Regions from separate parts of the Canis lupus genome. Here region 1 is linked to region 2. The links are chromatin contacts, called in public Hi-C maps. All regions are on one chromosome and are shown on one strand. The core of a region is the stretch at or near the end of the contact, and the rest is flanking DNA. Distances in the headings are between cores, read along the strand shown. Region 1 holds the start of IMP3 (U3 small nucleolar ribonucleoprotein protein IMP3). Region 2 holds the start of PPCDC (phosphopantothenoylcysteine decarboxylase).

Evidence for each region. Hi-C and Micro-C count contacts between places; a contact is called where the count stands out from the background.
Region 1: a Hi-C map of blood shows a contact between it and region 2, with 9 times the contacts expected there. The contact joins the promoter of IMP3 here to the promoter of PPCDC in region 2. A contact is called at or near these places in 3 of 9 Hi-C or Micro-C datasets (amygdala and blood).

What each region holds. Positions count from the first base shown.
Region 1 is chr30:38,869,892-38,873,874 of UU_Cfam_GSD_1.0, reverse strand. IMP3 (U3 small nucleolar ribonucleoprotein protein IMP3) reads left to right here and starts at 2,631. Exons shown (of 1, transcript XM_038581045.1): 1 at 2,631-3,499. The coding sequence starts at 2,712. The coding sequence ends at 3,266.
Region 2 is chr30:38,473,747-38,478,350 of UU_Cfam_GSD_1.0, reverse strand. PPCDC (phosphopantothenoylcysteine decarboxylase) reads right to left here and starts at 1,960. Exons shown (of 6, transcript XM_038581024.1): 1 at 1,931-1,960; 2 at 1,825-1,929. The coding sequence starts at 1,960.

The sequences.
Region 1 (3,983 bases), core at 1,382-3,881, 390 kb before region 2:
CTGAGCCACCTGGGCTGCCCCACATTCCTGTCTTAAGGCATTTGTAGACTGTGTCTCTTTCGGAAATACTCTCTCCCTAGATATCTACATGGCTAAATCCCTATAAAATATCACCTTCTCAATAAAACCTACCCTGACATGCCCTATTTAAAACTACAGCCCTTCATTAGCCTAAGCTCTCCTATATCCTGCTCAGTTTTGTTTCATAACATTTATCACTTGCTAACACATATGGTTTAGTTTTTACTGTTTATTGTCTGGGGAGAAGGAAGTTAACCAAGAGTCCTACTGCAGACATGCTGAGCAAAGGCTGAGGATGGAGTGAGGCTGGGGGGACTATGAAGGGTGGGGATGCAGCGCAAGCTGGGAGAAGATATTTGTTCTATATATAACTGGTTAAGGATTAATATCCATAATACATAAAGAACATCCTTCAAATCAATTAGGAAAAAAGAGGAAATTGTATTAGTTTTCTATTGCTGCTGTAACAAATTACCAGAAACTTGGGTGGCTTAAAGCAACACGCGTTTATTGTTTTACAGAAATCCAAACTGGATCTCAAGACTATGTTCTGGAGGCTCTAAGGAAAAATTTGTTTCCTTGCCTTTTCCAGCTACTAGAGGCTGCCAACACTCCTCTGCTTTGGGTTCCCCGTCATCTTCAAAGCTCCCTCTCACATATTCAGATTTCTGCTTTCATCATCTATCTCCTCTGATTCCTCTGCCTCCCTCTTTCACTTATAAGGACACTGACGACAACATGAGACCCACCCAGATAACTGAGCATATTCTCACCATTTCTTTTTTTACAAATATTTTATTTATTTATTCGAGAGACACACACAGAGAGGCAGAGACACAGGCAGAGGGAGAAGCAGGCTCCATGCAGGGAGTCCAATGTGGGACTCGATCCGGGGTCTCCAGGATCATGCCCTGCGCTGAAGGCGGCGCTAAACCGCTGAACCCACTCAGGTGTCCGTATTCTCGCCATTTCAAAATCTTTAATTTAACCATATCTGCAAAATTGGCATGTATACGTGTATACAAATTACCTGGGGAATCTTGTTAAGCAGTGGCTGTCATTCTGTGGGTCAGGAATCGGCCTAAAATACTGCATTTCCAAAAAGCTCTGTGCCGGTCTACTGGCTCCACTTTGAAATAAGAAGGTTCTCAACATATTTAGAGATGCATGTGCAATGATAAAACTTTTTTTTTTTCTTTTTAAGCAAAAGGGGAAAATGAACACAAAAATCCAGGTGCATAGATACCATTACCTCTGGCTGGAGAAGTGGCCGGAGTAGGTCGATGGAAGTGGTCCTGGTGACATTTTTCTTAAGCTGGCTGTTGGGTTCCTAAGTATCCTCATTATACTTTGTAACTTAACATGTATAACTTACACTGACATGTATCATTTCCCACATAGTAAGTATCGTACTTAAAAGGACAATGAAACTCCCGTACAAAACTAAAAATGATCAGCGAGGAAGCTAGATGGCGTCAAAGGCCCAGGCAAACAGACCGGTTTCGTGTATGTGACTTACAGACCGAAGGAGCCGAAGAGCGTTGAATGTATTCAGCTCGGTGCCGGGTGACCAGAAGTCCACCCGGTCGGGCTAATTCGAGTGAGCTCGGGGTGTGTACTTGAATCCAGGTGTCTCGGACCTGCTAGGTTCGATGAGTCACCTGGCACATCTGCTAATACAGCTTTCGGGGAGGCCTCTGTGAGGGCGAGGAAGCGGCCGGGCAGTCGGGGTTCCTGCAGGCTCGCCAGCGTCGGGCCCCCCTAGACCGGGCGGCGCCGGGAAGCTCCCAGCAGCTGGAGCACCGCGGCCACCGGGAGCACCGGGAGGACCGCGACCGCCGGGAGCATCGGGAGCATCGCGACGACCGGGAGGACTGCGAGCACCGGGAGCATCGCGGCCGCCGGGAGCATCGAAGCCACCGGGAGGACCGGGAGGACCGCGGCCGCCGGGAGCATCGCGGCCACCGGGAGCATCGCGGCCACCGGGAGGACCGCGACCGCCGGGAGCATCGCAGCCACCGCGAGCACGGGGAGGACCGGCGGCCGCCAGGAGCATCGAGGCCACCGGGAGGACCGGGAGGACCGCGGCCGCCGGGAGCATCAAGGCCACCGGGAGGACCGCGACCGCCGGGAGCATCGCGGCCACCGAGAGCACCGGGAGGACTGCGACCGCCGGGAGCACCGGAGGACCGTGACACCGGGAGCACCGCGACCGCCGGGAGCACCGAGAGCACCGGGAGCGCCGCGCAGCCCGCCGAACCAGCACAGCCGGCACCTGTCTCCGCCCGGCCTGACCTCAGCTTCCCGGAGCGGACTCACCTGGGAGACTCTAACAGGCATAAGTCTGAGTGGGACTGAACGACTGCTGCACTGGGGATACAGTCCTCGTGACTGAACACCACGAGGAGGTTTAAAACAACAACAAGAAAAAGGTCTAAAGGAAGAGCACCTGCCCGGGCCGCGGCCGCGCCAGCCGCCCCACCGCCAGCACCTCGGCCCTACTTCCGGCAACGCGGGAAGCAACGCGAGATAGTGACGTGGCTGGCGGGGGCGTGGCTCCGGCCTGACCAATGGGGGCGGAGGGCGTGGCCCGAGGCCGTCCTCTCATTGGGCCGGCCTGGGCGGAAGTCGCGCGGGCGCTCGGCGGCGCGGTCGAGGCGTCGGCTTTGGAGGCCCCGGGAGCCGCCATCATGGTGCGGAAGCTGAAGTTCCACGAGCAGAAGCTGCTGAAGCAGGTGGACTTCCTGAACTGGGAGGCCACCGACCACAACCTGCACGAGCTGCGCGTGCTGCGGCGGTACCGGCTGCAGCGGCGGGAGGACTACACGCGCTACAACCAGCTGAGCCGGGCGGTGCGCGAGCTGGCGCGGCGTCTGCGCGACCTCCCCGAGCGAGACCCGTTCCGCGTGCGCGCCTCGGCCGCGCTGCTGGACAAGCTGTACGCCCTCGGCCTGGTGCCCACGCGCGGCTCGCTCGCGCTCTGCGACTCGGTCACCGCCTCGGCCTTCTGCCGCCGCCGCCTGCCCACCGTGCTGCTGAAGCTGCGCATGGCGCAGCACCTCCAGGCCGCCGTGGCCTTCGTGGAGCAGGGCCACGTGCGCGTGGGCCCCGACGTGGTCACCGACCCCGCCTTCCTCGTCACGCGCAGCATGGAGGACTTCGTCACCTGGGTGGACTCGTCCCGGATCCGGCGCCACGTGCTGGAGTACAACGAGGAGCGCGACGACTTCGACCTGGAGGCCTAGCGCCGTCCCTCCCCGGGGCGCCGCCCGCCGACGCCTTCCCGTTGCTCGACCCCTTTTGATTCGAGTACTCGCTCTTGTTCGGGGTTAAGCGGCGCACGGACCCTGGAGAATTCGAGCTCGAGTTTGCACAGATGCGGGGCGAGGGCGGGCATGGGTTAGTGCGCTGTGCGCCCTCGCGCGCGGAGAGGAGCCGTCCCAATGCCAGTAAAGGGGCCAGCCGCTCGGAGCGTGCACCTTTGTGTCTGTCTGGCTTTCTCGTACGGGCTCACATCTGGGTTCACATCTGGGCTCCTGGGCTCGAGAACCCAGTAGGGAAGAGCGGAGTTAGCGACCTGCCCGTGAGCGAGGCCGGCCCCCGGGGTGGGGGGTGGGGGGTGGGGAGGGCGCCTGCGGAGGTTGCGGCAGATTCGTCAGGGCACTAATCCCTTGCTCGGAATGACTGTCTTGGCCGAGCTCTTCCCCACAGGACTTCCTGTGGATATTCCAGCCCCAGGAAGTAACCGTGTTAGAGGGCTGCAGTGTTTGCTCTTGGCTCGCCCAAGGAAATAATCACCCTGTAGCTTGGCCAGCTAGCGGTTAGAAGTGGCCCAGGGGGTTCCTGGAAGCATGTTCTTCGCGGTGGGGAACTGGAGAAGGGGGAGGTTACCTCTTTTTACCCAAGACTTAGACGAGGAGACTAAGTATAGAGTGCCAAGACTTATGCATTTGCTAGAGAAA
Region 2 (4,604 bases), core at 711-3,210:
CCAACAGTGCTGGGCCTTTCCGGGAGAGGGGACAGGCCACTGGTGGTACTGCCCACCAGCTCCAGTGCCCAGCAGCCACAAGACTCACCTCCTTTCCCCCATCTGGACTCGCTGCCATCCCTGGCTGCCTGCTTCACCGCTTGCCCAGCATGAGGGGGACAGTGAGAGGGTGACTTCCCAGGGGGAAGTTTGCGGAAAGTAAGGGTTATAAAGAAAAAAAAAAAAGTTCTCACCCCTGCCTGGAGTCCCCACACGGTCACCTGCAAGCGAGCACTGCCCCCTGCTGGACGCCCTGGCAACGTGCACCCGTGCCACCGCAGAAGGCGCAGTGCACCCCACAAGTTGTGCAGCAACGTGGGCAATGTCAAACGTGACCTGTGGTCCCTCATATCTCGGTCCAGATTCTCTCCCAGACCAAACTCTAGTCAGGCTCCTCTGCGCCACTTTTTTAACTAGGCCCATCCTCAGGCCTGGTCCTTAAGAGCAAGATTCCTGTTCAGTGGGTGTAGCCCCCACCCTCGCTATCCGTTCAGCCTTGACATCACATCAGGCTCCTCATCCCTCAACAACCCCCAGGTGGTGACTGATCACCTTGGCCTATCCGCACCAAGAATCCTGGAAGGACAGTTGAGCCAGAACCCTCCTGACTTGTGGTATTTCCTCTTAGAAATTTTCCATCCACTGCCCTTCACTTGCTCCTTGACTAGAAACCCCTACTCTTCCCTGTTGTATTTGGAATCACCCCAGTTCTCCATCGAGGTCTCTTTTCCCTTATTGTGATAGTTTTTCTGAACAAAATATGTTTTTACCACTTTACTGGTTTTTAAGACACCAAATGAGGGGTTTGGGTTTGTTTTTAAGACACCAAATGAGGGGTTTGGGTTTGTTTTTGTTTTTGTTTTGGGGTATTTTATTTATATATTTTTAAGTAAATTCTATGCCCGGTATGGGGCTCAAAGTCACAACCCGGAGATCAAGAATTGCATGCTCTACCCACTGTGCCAGCCAGGTGCCCCTCATCACTTGAGTTTTTAAAATGAAAGGAGCAAAGCCACATGGGCCGAGGCAGGCCAGGAAAGCTTTCTTGTAAAGTCTTTGTGCAGAACTTAGAGAAGCAGAGGAACAGGAGGGCAGTGACAGCCTGGCAGGGAACAGGCCAAAGCAAAGGTCATTAAGGTGGAATGCAGGCAATGGGAGTTCAACAGACCTTAGAGACCAGACAAGGAAATGAGGTCAGTACCTCCTGGCTTTCACACCGCTTAAGGCCTTGAACTTTTCCCGAAGAAGAATCTGCCCCAGAACCCCAATATATAAAAACGTATATAACTATATCAAACTGATCAAAATGGAGGTGCCCCACAGGCATCTCTGAACACCTGAAGGAGCAGTTTGAAACCAGAGCTGCAGGCAAGGGGGTACCCGAGGTTGCAGCGCATCTGAACGGACAGGACAGTCAAGGTGTCTAACAAGGAGGGAGACTAGAGCCACAGTGTTCAAGGTGAAATGGGGGTGGGGCAGCAAGGGGACGCTCCTCCTCCCACACCAGCACCCCAGGGAACCAGGGTCAGCACATGGGAACCCAAACCCTCCCTTCAGCGGTGTTTCTTTCCCAGTCTCCCCTCATTCTCTATCCACACCCTCTCACCTAGCTCCCGGTCATACTGGACTGCCTCCTGCATCGCCTGCACACCAGGCACACGGAGGGCCTCCACACGCACCACCATTAACAAAAAACCCCCGTGCAGTGCATAAAAACGGGCTGGCCCCTGGAGCGGCAGCTCTCCACGATCAGAGACCACCACGCTGTCTAATCAGCATACTCACGCCAGGAATGTCCAATAGCCGAGACACCAGAAGAGGCAACTTCAGGGCTGCAACACTCCCAGTGACGCCCACGAGAACATGGAATGGTCTCTTCACCAAGGGGGACGGCGGCCGGACATGAGGTGCTGGGCTCCATGTGGGCTCTAAGAGCTTCAAATCCTCGGCGCCTGCCAGGACTGGCCTCCACGAGGCTCTGTCAGGACTTCAAATCTAAAAGCAGAACAAGGGGCACCCACTTCACTCATACGTTCTACCACAATGTATCGAGTACCCTGGGCACGACACTGGGGTTGCTGAGGGGATAGCAGTCCCCGCGGCTGGGGGCACACAATTTGATGAGGTCAAGTACCATGTAATACGGCCCAGGGGTGCGAGGAGGGTCGGTACCAGGGGCCGTGGCTGCCCAGGAGTAACTGAGGAATTCAGAGACCCCCCAAAATGGTCATCAGGTTGAGTCCTGAAGGATGAGTGCGTTTCCCAGAGCAAGAAAGAAATAACTATGCAGGAAGGAATAATCTCACAAAGGTGAGGAGGCCTAAGGAGGGTAGTGGGTTTGGGGAATAAGGAGCAGCTTAGTAGTGAGGTAGTGATGGGAGGTAGGGGGTGGCAGGAGGTAAAGCTGCAGTAGGTCAAGGGCAATGTCAAGGGCAGTGAGGGCCAGGGCTGGTTTTCATGTTAGAAAGATAGTGCTGGTGCCGAGTGTGGAGGGGGCCCTGGAGATGAAGATGGGAGGAGGCTGGGTTGACTGAAGGTAGTAGCAGGATGGGACGGGTTCAGGGACACCGGAGAGGTGGTGAACCCTAGGCAACAGGACTTCGGTGATCCAGGGAGTGGAGAGATTTGCCTCTGTCACTGTCCCTGTGGATCAAACTGGACACCACTCTACAAATCTAAGCCCTAGGAAGAAACAAGCATAAAGGGGATGTTGACCATCCCCATGGGACCAGGGCTTGGTCTCTTCCTCTGGCCCGAAGATGTTGCTAGAAGGGAGTGTCTAAGATAATATAGCTGATGGACACACCCAAACCCGCAGTCTGCAAGCTGGGTCAGCAAAATGCACCCACTCCATCAGCAACTATCTGAGGGCCAATGACATCTAGCACTGGGCAAAGGAATTGTGGAAGACATGCCACTGTCTTCAGGGAATCTGTAGATGAGTCGAGAAGACAGAAGTCACAACTGAAATAATTTGAGATGGGCCCTTCTCTGAGATGCACCTTTCTGGTGATTAGTGATTCAATTTGTTCCTGTTTCCTTGCCTCTCCCTCTCCACTCCCCACCACCACCACCGTCACCAGCAAGTTCCCTGAATGTGTGACCAGGTCTAACTGCCAACATCCAGGCACCTGGTGGGTCCTGAACTGCTGGAGGAATAATCAACTGTACCTTCTAAAGCAGGGTGGGGCACAGGACACTGACACAGAAGCCTGGCTGGTGCATCAGGAACCCTGGGCCCTGTCCCCTGTCGTGCTCCTCAGCTGGTGTGTGACCTTGGCCCCAGGTACTTCCCTCCCTGGACCTGTCTCTTCATCTGAAAAATATAGAGGTAGGGCCAGGTGATCTCTGACGCTCCTTCCAGTAGAAACTTGAGTCAACGTGTGAAAGACAGCTGTGGGCGCTCTCTGTACAAGGGTCCTGGAAGATGCACTCAAAACAGGCAGCAGCAGGAGGGGAAACCAAGGCAAACTCCAAGGCGGAAGTATCTGTGAATCACTACCTCCGTGGCTGCACACCCATAGGGGCTTCCTCTTCTCTCCACAGGCCCCTAGGTTCCCGAGGACCGCTTTGTCCGGTATTTGCCTTCAGGATTCAGGCACACACCCACATGAGCTAAGGATCATATTTGGATTATCCTACTCCTACCTGGAAAGATCTCCCAGAAGCCCAGACCCAGGGATTAATCAGCAGGAGCTAAGCACAAGCCAGTTCCCGGTAGCAAGACTCCCCCGTTTGCCAGCTCTGCTTCAGTCTCTGCTCTACATCAGGGCCTCAGCCAGGGCCAGGCTTGCCCAGAACAGAAATGAGTCTACTCCAGGCCTCGGGGAGCCCTGTTCGCAACTGGAAAGGTCTAGAAAGCCAATCAGCCAGCTCCTTCCCAGGACTAATCAGCACGCTGATTAGCACCCTCAGGTGATGGAGGCATTCTTGACTCTCCAGGGACACCTACCTGCCAGATCTCAAACCCTGACCCTGTCCCACCCCAGCCAACTGGTGCCAGGTCAGGGAGATTCCTGCCGCACCACAGGCTGAACTTCATCTCTGCAGTCCCCGAACCGCCTCTACATCAAGCTGATATCATTTCTAAGGAAGAGGCTACTGAAAGTAATCACTTAAAATTAGGGCACAGGGCACCTGGGTGGCTCAGTTGGTTAAGCAGCCAACTCTTTTTTTTTTTTTTTTTAAGATTTCATTTATTGATTCATGAGAGACAGAGAGAGGCAGAAACACAGGCAGAGGGAGAAGCAGGCTTGCAGGGAGCCCGACGTGGGACTGGATCCCCAGACCTCGGGGGATCACGCTCTGAGCTGAAGGCAGATGCTCAATCACTGAGCCACCCAGGCATCCCTAAGCAGCCAACTCTTGATTTCAAATCAGATCATGATCTCAGAGTCCTGGGATCAAGCCCCAAGTCAGGCTCCATGCTCAGAAGGGAGTCTCCTTGAGGATTCTCTCTCTTCCTCTTGCTCACACTTGTTGTCTAAAATAAATAAATCTTAAAAACAAAGACAAAACTTAGGGCATGAAGCCATGTAGCCATGTTAGGGATTTCAATTGCTTCC